Linked DNA regions of Mus musculus: region 1 is linked to region 2. Evidence: chromatin contacts called from public Hi-C data. All regions are on one chromosome and are shown on one strand. The core of a region is the stretch at or near the end of the contact, and the rest is flanking DNA. Distances in the headings are between cores, read along the strand shown.

The links. Hi-C and Micro-C count contacts between places; a contact is called where the count stands out from the background.
Region 1: a contact with region 2 is called in a Hi-C map of uterus, with 2.9 times the contacts expected there. The contact joins two enhancer-like sites. A contact is called at or near these places in 8 of 484 Hi-C or Micro-C datasets (the C10 cell line, CD4 T cells, bone marrow-derived macrophages and 5 more), 1 of 115 datasets of contacts at active chromatin or transcription factors (embryonic stem cells) and 1 of 9 other capture datasets (embryonic stem cells).

Annotation. Positions count from the first base shown.
Region 1 is chr2:49,545,027-49,548,939 of GRCm38.p6, forward strand. It overlaps Epc2 (enhancer of polycomb homolog 2), which reads left to right. Exons shown (of 14, transcript NM_172663.4): 11 at 683-819; 12 at 2,420-2,579; 13 at 3,405-3,738. Among named protein-coding and RNA genes, the nearest start is that of Kif5c, 72 kb to the right of the region's middle. Within about 2 kb of position 1,680, at least 10 of the 459 cell types and tissues checked have an H3K27ac peak or open chromatin away from gene starts, as enhancers often do.
Region 2 is chr2:49,354,169-49,358,425 of GRCm38.p6, forward strand. No RefSeq gene overlaps it. Among named protein-coding and RNA genes, the nearest start is that of Gm25215, 42 kb to the right of the region's middle. Within about 2 kb of position 1,878, at least 5 of the 459 cell types and tissues checked have an H3K27ac peak or open chromatin away from gene starts, as enhancers often do.

The DNA of each region.
Region 1 (3,913 bases), core at 430-2,929, 190 kb after region 2:
GGTCCACTATAACTCTAGTTTTCTTAAAATATCTCCTTCCCAGCCCTTACTTTATAGAATTTATTTAGACATTGACTACACTGGCTCACACTGGGGCTTATGGCTGTTGAATGTGATTGTTTTCTACTCCAATTTAGAATCAGAACAGAAAATATTTTCACTTAAGTGTCATAAAAACCAGCAGAAGTCACTTGTCTCTTATTAAGGCTGTAACTTGATTATTATTTATATCTACAGTAGTAAATGCATATATTTATCATTATTATTACTACTGTTATTCCATGGGCATCCTAAAGAAAGACTGCAAAGCTGAGGCCAGCATGATGGCTCAGTGAGTAAAGAAAGACACTTGCCACCAAGCCTGATGACTGACTTCTATCCTCTGACTTCTGTACATACATTGTGATACGCATACACATGCTAAACACACAAATAAACATTTTAAAAGAACACACAAAAATTCAAAAACAGATTTCAATTCCATCGTGTTATACAGTTAAAAACTGCATAGGAACAAAGGAGACTGTGGACATGAACATAGAGCACTCAGAAAGATTCGCCATTGGGATTCTACTTTGCAGATGTCTGTTGTGGCTTGTATTTGCATTCCATCTTTACAGGCTTATGTTGTATTCTGCTTATGTCACTACAAGTACTCTAATACTCTTTTATCCTTTATCAGTAACAGGGGGCATCACAGAAGAGCAGTTTCAGACACATCAACAGCAGCTAGTTCAAATGCAAAGGCAGCAACTTGCGCAGCTTCATCAGAAACAACAATCCCAGCATTCCTCACAGCAGACACATCCAAAAGCACAGGTGACCTTTCACTGTCCTCTTTCTCACGTTCCTACAGGTGACTCTGCTCCTCTGTCCCCGAGTTTGAGAATTAACCCAGATTTTCTTTTATTAAGTTATCTATTTCTGAATAGCTAGTTTCTAGACTAGTCTGGTTATTTGAGAGCTAAATGTGGTAGTTTTTGTTTAGGAAGAATTACTAGTTTTTAGAAGGATTGTTGAGAGTTTATAAAATAATTAGCTATTTTTTAAACCCCCCTCATTTTTTTTCAAGAATATGGCTTTTCTAACCTCTTCATGTTTATACTTAAGTCCTATGTCAGTACAGCTTAGAAGGAGAAGGAATTCAGTTAAATTATGTGGTAAATCTAAGCTTCACAGGCCCCCTTGCCTGTGTGAATCACATTTCCCTGAAGGGAAAAAGAAATGCCACGTGCCACCAGAAGTTCCTAGACATCCATAAATACAGACACAAGTGATAAAAGTGAAAATGCTGTAAAAGACTGCAGGAACCAACCCAGCAAAAGCAAACCTTGAGATGAGCCTTGGGAGACTCCTTGTGGGCCGTGGCTGCTAGAACTGTACAAGAACACGGTACTGTTGCTTTAGGCCATTGAAAGCAAAACAAAAATAAAAGGACTTAGTCTCAAAGTTGAATTGGCAAAATAAACTTCACATTTAAGGTCTGAAATTTTGTTGTCCATAATTTTAAAGAGCAAGAATCTCTGTAATAACTAAGACTAACACCATTCAGTCACACACTTTGAGTTCTCAGACCAAGGTCTACCAACAATGCTTTAGTTCATCCTCAAGAGTCTGTCCTTTTACATTAAAGTCTTGAGTTGACACCATGGAAATCTTGATGAGCCACACCCCTGTGACAGTACTGGTAGATCTGGACTTGGCTTATAGCCTGCAGCTATCTATGTTAGTACCAGCCAGTTCTACACAGAAGCGTGGAAGAGTGGCCATTGTACTTCGTTTGGCTTGGTGTTTTTGAATCTCTTCAGGTAACTACCCTGAAGTGTTTGCAGACTGTTTCAAAGCTGAGTCCGTCTAGGTATTTACATTGTGATAGACTGGTTATGAGTCATGGCTGGGATTTCATGTCATCCAGTGTCTACTCATCAAGCAGTTTCTAAAGTATTTATTATTATGTAAGAAGATTAATAGAGCATGGGTTTTTCAGTTTGATAGTTCTTTTTCAGAAATAATTATTTTCTAGTTTCTAGTTATTTTCATGCTTCATATACCAAAAAATTCTGAAGTCTTAAATCTCTCATCTAAAAACGTATTATGACTATGTCTGATTAGAATGGCAATATCCTTTTGAGTGCCACACATTTCTTAATATCATTAATCACATCTAACAAAACAGAGTATAGGGTGCTGGCAGGGTGGCCTAGCAGGTAAAGGCACTTGCTGCTAAGTCTAACTACCTGAGTTGGATCCCTGGAATTGTCATTGTGAAAGAACAGAACCAACTCCTGACAGTTGTCCTCTGACCTCCACACACACACATGCTGTTATTCCCCCACCCCAACACATGCAGAAAAATGGAGAGTGATTAGATAGATAAATAGATGTGGAAAACTGAACTGTGCTGCTATCCGTTTTTTAGGGCTCAAGCACCTCTGACTGTATGTCTAAAACACTTGACTCAGCCAGCGCCCACTTTGCTGCATCTGCAGTGGTCAGTGCTCCTGTTCCAAGTCGCAGTGAGGGATCCAAGGAACAGAACACTGGCCACAACAATATGAATGGTGTTGTCCAGCCTTCAGGTACAACTCGGGTTTCTGTAATACTTATTAACTTAAAATTGCTACTCATCAAGTTGGGTTTGATTTTTTTCATATACACAGGGGAAATGTATACAGTGCTGTTCAGAATGCCTTGGACTGATACAAATGAATAGCTGAGTGTTTCCCAGAATTCTCACTGTACCTTCTATCTACCTATCCATCCATTCTGATTCCATTCATGACTCTCAGTTGCCTCACATGTTAGGAAAGCCATTGAGTTCATTGTTAACCACCCCTATTGGATCATCTATAAATTGTTTATAAAGTGAAATAAAAACAGCACAGTCTGTTAAAAAGTCTGAAGTCGGGTTTGCAATCCCACGTGCACATGCAGAAAGACACTTCCCCCCACTCCTCCTCTGATACGTTGCAGCTGTGAAAGCCACTTGCTGCTTACTGCCCGACCCCAAAGACGTGCTGCTTGGTCCTCTCACAGCTCCCAAGCTCAGACTTCTCTGGGTTTGTTTATATGTACTCAGGATCACTTTGTTTTTTACCCCTTTCTGTAGTCTGCCCTTGCTGATCCTGTGTGCCTATAAATCCTTAGGAAAACACAGCTATCATTTTCATCTGTCCTGTTGTATTTATCTCCAGAGTTGCCACATACAGAGGGAGCAAATGCCACATACAGAGGGAGCAAAATGCTTTGGAAATCTCCTTATATGACTGTGATATAGAAAGTTAGCTTCATATTTATTTAATTAGAATATGAGTACATTTATTTTATTACTGAGTTCCTGATTTTTTTAAACTTTTTTTTATTGTCTCATCACACTAATTGAGTGATTGTTCCCTCTTCTGCAGGACCCTCTAAAACATTATATTCCACCAATATGGCTTTATCATCCAGCCCAGGGATTTCAGCTGTACAGCTTGTAAGGACAGTTGGCCACACTACTACAAACCACTTGATCCCAGCGTTGTGCACAAGCAGTCCTCAGACACTTCCCATGAACAATTCCTGCCTGACCAATGCAGTGCACCTCAATAACGTCAGTGTTGTTTCTCCTGTCAATGTGCATATCAATACACGGACTTCAGCACCATCGCCAACAGCCTTAAAACTTGCCACAGTTGCTGCCAGCATGGACAGAGTGCCAAAGGTTACTCCCAGCAGTGCCATCAGCAGCATAGCCAGGTGTGTGCACGAGTGGGTACTGTTCCTGAGCTGTGCTCTAGCTGTCCTGAATCAAGAGAAGCCCTTTTGACTTTGTGCTGCTCAACTATATCTTTTGACAGACTTGATTTTTCAAAAGCTTGAGGATTTGCTTGCTACAAAAAAGCTCTTTGCCTAGTAGCATCCTTAAATGCCA
Region 2 (4,257 bases), core at 628-3,127:
AAATAGGTAGGAAGTGGGAACTTTAGGCTATTGACTAGCAGATGTACTTATCTGGAGTCTGTTTGGTCCATGAGAGGTAGAACTGAGTGGGTTTCCTGTAGCTTATGAGTTTACAGAGGAGATAAGAACATGAGTTAACAATATGAACAGTCTTTAAGATGAGCTTATGGGGAACCTTAAGCCTTTCGTGGAGCAGAAGGAACAAGAAGGGCTTTTTCCTTCTGTCTAGGAAACTGAATATACATAATGAGAAACAATTTTAAGTTTATAATTTAGAGACAAAGAATATTCAAAACCTTGACCTTGTGAATATAGTTGATCATAAGAGAAACACCTTAAGTCTATAGTTAAAGTACAATCAAATGAAACTTATATTTGAGTATGATAGCTTATATTATAGATTCAGCATGAAACACTTTACACTTAGTTAAAAGACAATCAAGAAAACTTAAAATTTGGGGGCTGGCGAGATGGCTCAGTGGTTAAGAGCACCAACTGCTCTTCCAAAGGTCCTGAGTTCAAACCCCAGCAACCATATGGTGGCTCACAACCATCTGTAACGAAATCTGATGGCCCTCTTCTGGAGTGTCTGAAGACAGCTACAGAGTACTTACTGTAATATAATAAATAAATAAATAAATAAATAAAATATATAATAAATCAATAAAATAAAATAGAAGAAAAAAAAGAAAACTTAAATTTTGAATTTGTGATTATACATTGGATCGTATAGTGGAATGTCTTATTAGGGTTAGGCCAATACTTAAGAACTCTGCTGGTCAGTGTTAGGACAATGGGATAGCAAGAAGAGGAAATATGAAGCAGTTAGTTGCTGGAAACTGAGCTCAGGTAAGGAAGTGACAGGTTACACCTGTGAAAGCTTACATCTGAACTTGTGCATCATTTGTCATGAAGTCTGTAAGAAACCTGGCAGTCTTAGCCAGTGAACAAGTTTATTAGTGTAGTAGTAAGGAGCTAGGTCTGTTTTCTAACTGTCAAGCTACTGTTAGCTTAGCTGTCAATGAGGTCAGAAATCTGGGGAAGAATAAATTATAATCTAGGAGCCATGTATTAATTAAAAATGACAGAGTTCATCTATAGTCCACTGCCTAAACAGTTCCCAGGTCCCTGTGGTCTCCATAGCAACTTCAAGCCCAGAATGTGGAGAGCTCCCCCCCCCCCCCCCCCGTGGAATAGACACATGTGAAATGAGAAACGACCCACCTTGACTTAAGGCAATATGAGGCATTTGACTCTTAGGATATCCAGTTTTGCCCACAGTGTTACTCGGTGGTTATCATACCACAATCCAGGCAGTCTCTTGTAGCTATGTCCATTATCCTCTGAGATCTTTTGTTAGGCTTTGGGAGGTTCTGTCTGTCATAAGCTGAAATGTTCATAATTGGCAGACTTCTGACAAGATTGAGAACAGTATCTACTGGTCATATCTGAGTTAGACAAGAGAGTACACTAGAATCTAATGACAGTAGCAAAACTCATTTACCAAGGCAGGGATACACCAAAAACCTTAACTGTTCAGTGACTTTGACAGGTTGCATTAGCATTAGCAGAGAAACACTTGGCTTAGAGTTGGTGGCAAACCTGGGTGGTTACTAGCAATCCCCGAGTCAAGGCACCAAATGTTGTGTTAGAAGGCGGCTCATATCCGGACAGATCACACCAAGCCAGCACAGTCCCACGAGAAGAGGTTTATTGGGGGTGGGGGAGGAGTGAGGAAGAGAAGAAGAAGGGAAAGAAGGGGCGAGGAGTTGGGGGTCTCTGCCTTTTATTTGGGCTGTGACGTAGTCACATGCTTCACCGCACACAGGTGAGTCACACAGGTGAGGAGCACGCTGGGAGTGTGTGGCGGTTGCCATGGCAACATACACAAGAGGGTCCTTGTCACCTAGGGGTGATGTCAACATTGGATTCAGAGGCAACTGGTGACCGCAAAGCAGTTTCTGATGCCAACGCCATTGTCCCACACAGCAGAAATAGAAGCAGCAGCAGCTGGGTAGGCCCAGCACAGTCTGAGCTCTAGGAAGGACTTCCAGGAAGCAGGCCCTGGTGTTTCCTCCCCTTTCCTAAGAACTTGCCTCTAAATTCATGTTGCCTCTCTGGCCTGGGCCAAATCCCCTTCATCAAGGGCTATTCAGTCCAAGCCTGAGATCTCCACCTCTGTAATGGCCCTCATCTATAGGTAGAAGAACAAAAGGCTCTTACTTCTCAGAGGGGTGGGGTGAAGAAGGAGGTGGGAGGTTGGAGACATCCCTTGGTCATGTATCAAAGAAGATTTTGCATTTTCATAGAAATAACGATTGCTAAAAAAATATTGCTGTTTGGGAGAAACACAGACCCATCTATGCACAGGGTTTACATATTTACAATGATATTATGGTCCCTTAGAATACTCAGCATCAAACAAACAAGCCAGCTTGGAACCCCTGTACCACTCAGATAAACACAAAATGCTTTCGTGCTTCTTACCTCCGCTCTGACAAGAGTCCTCCTGGTCCCTCTTGTTCCACTCTGGCTCTAGCAACCAAAAAGTAGGAACATGACTTCCCCAGTAGGAGATAGATGAAGCCTGATACTTTTATTTAAAAAATAAGTTTCTTCTATAGCTCTTTTAGTCAAGCCCAGAGTAACATGAATTGAGCCAGGACCTGAAGAGCTGATGCTAAGCCAGGACCTGAAGAGCTGATGCTAAGCACTGCCATTCACCAGTAGCATGGGATCTGCTTGGACGCCTCCTGCTCTTAGTCTGAACCTGCATACTACTATTTGCCCTTCCTCCTTTGTGGGTTTTATGAGAAGCAGATGGTACACATAAAAGCGTTGTCCAGGACGGGCCGTGAGGTACCGCCACAGGAACTGTCAAAGCAGGGGCCACCTCTTCTCCATCCTCCCACAGCGGCTCCTCTGCCTCAGCTAAGGCTGCCTGTGCCCAGGAAGGTCCTCCCTTCCTGACCCATGGGCCCAATGCAGGGAAAGGAGGATGGAAAAAAGGCCACCAATCCCTAAACTTTCTACAGAAACCCACCAATCCCTGAGCTCCCCAAGCTCAGGACTTGAAATCCCACCAATCCTCACCCTGGAAATCTCTGCCCAGAAAAGCTCCGCAGGCATCTATAGGCTTTGAACTGCACATGGACTTGATCTTTTCCCAGTCCTAGGAGCAAAGAGTTTGACTTAAGGTCTGGCCAAGGAATACTTGCCAGCTTCCCAGCCTCCTCCCACCAGGGACTGGTCTCCAGATCCCATTCAGTTCTTTGGAACTATTTTTTTTTTAACGTATTTTGTTTAGAACCTTCACTTTCACACACAGTATGGTAACCATCACTTGAGAGCATTATCTAGTGAAATCTCTTCTCCCAGCTTGCAAAAGTCAAAGCAATTATACCAAATTCTAAGAAGTGTAATAAATAAGTGACTATATATTCAATCCATCAAGTGCCAATTTCCTCTTCCACGTGTCTTTCATCTTCACTTTGTGCTTTCCCAAAGAAGAGCAGTGTAGGAGAAAATGTTGATGGCCCAATCTGTGTGACGAACAAAGTGAACAGGTTAGCTCTGGTTCCACAGGCATCTACCATGGGCTTTGTGGGGGAAGATTTAAAGCAATACTCTTTGGAGTAAAGATTACCTACTTAATTCACTGAGAAGTAAAGGTAAATGTTTGTTTGTTTTGATTTTTTTCTCAGTGTAGCTTTAGCTGTCCTGGAACTCACTCTGCAGACCAGGCTAGCCTCAAACTCACAAAGATCCATTCATCTGCTTCTACTGAGTGCTGGGACTAAAGGTGTATGCTCTGAGGCAAACCCTTTGATACTTGGGTTAGACAGCATATACAACATCTCAGTGGAGGGGAGTGAGCCATCACAGAAACAAATACCATTCATGCATCTCTGAAGCACCTGGCCAGGGCTTGAGTGGCCAAAGATAAGCCAGACATGTTCCATCCATTCAAGAAGTGTATAGTCTACAGAGAAACAGGCTTGATGAAAGATAATACTTATTTGACAATGGGTGTGTCTTTGGAATCAAACAAGAATTATTCCAAGACAAAGCTAAAGAATAAGATGGGTGATTCAAGCAGCTGAGTCACAAGTGTCACTGGGAACAGCTTTCCAGTCATCCCCACAGATGGTTCTGAAGATATCATGAGCATCTTAGAGTTGCTGTGTCACCTCTTGAGACACCACTCTGGAGGGGAAAGTTAATTGTGTGTGTCGTGCAAGCTCCAGCTTGTTTGGT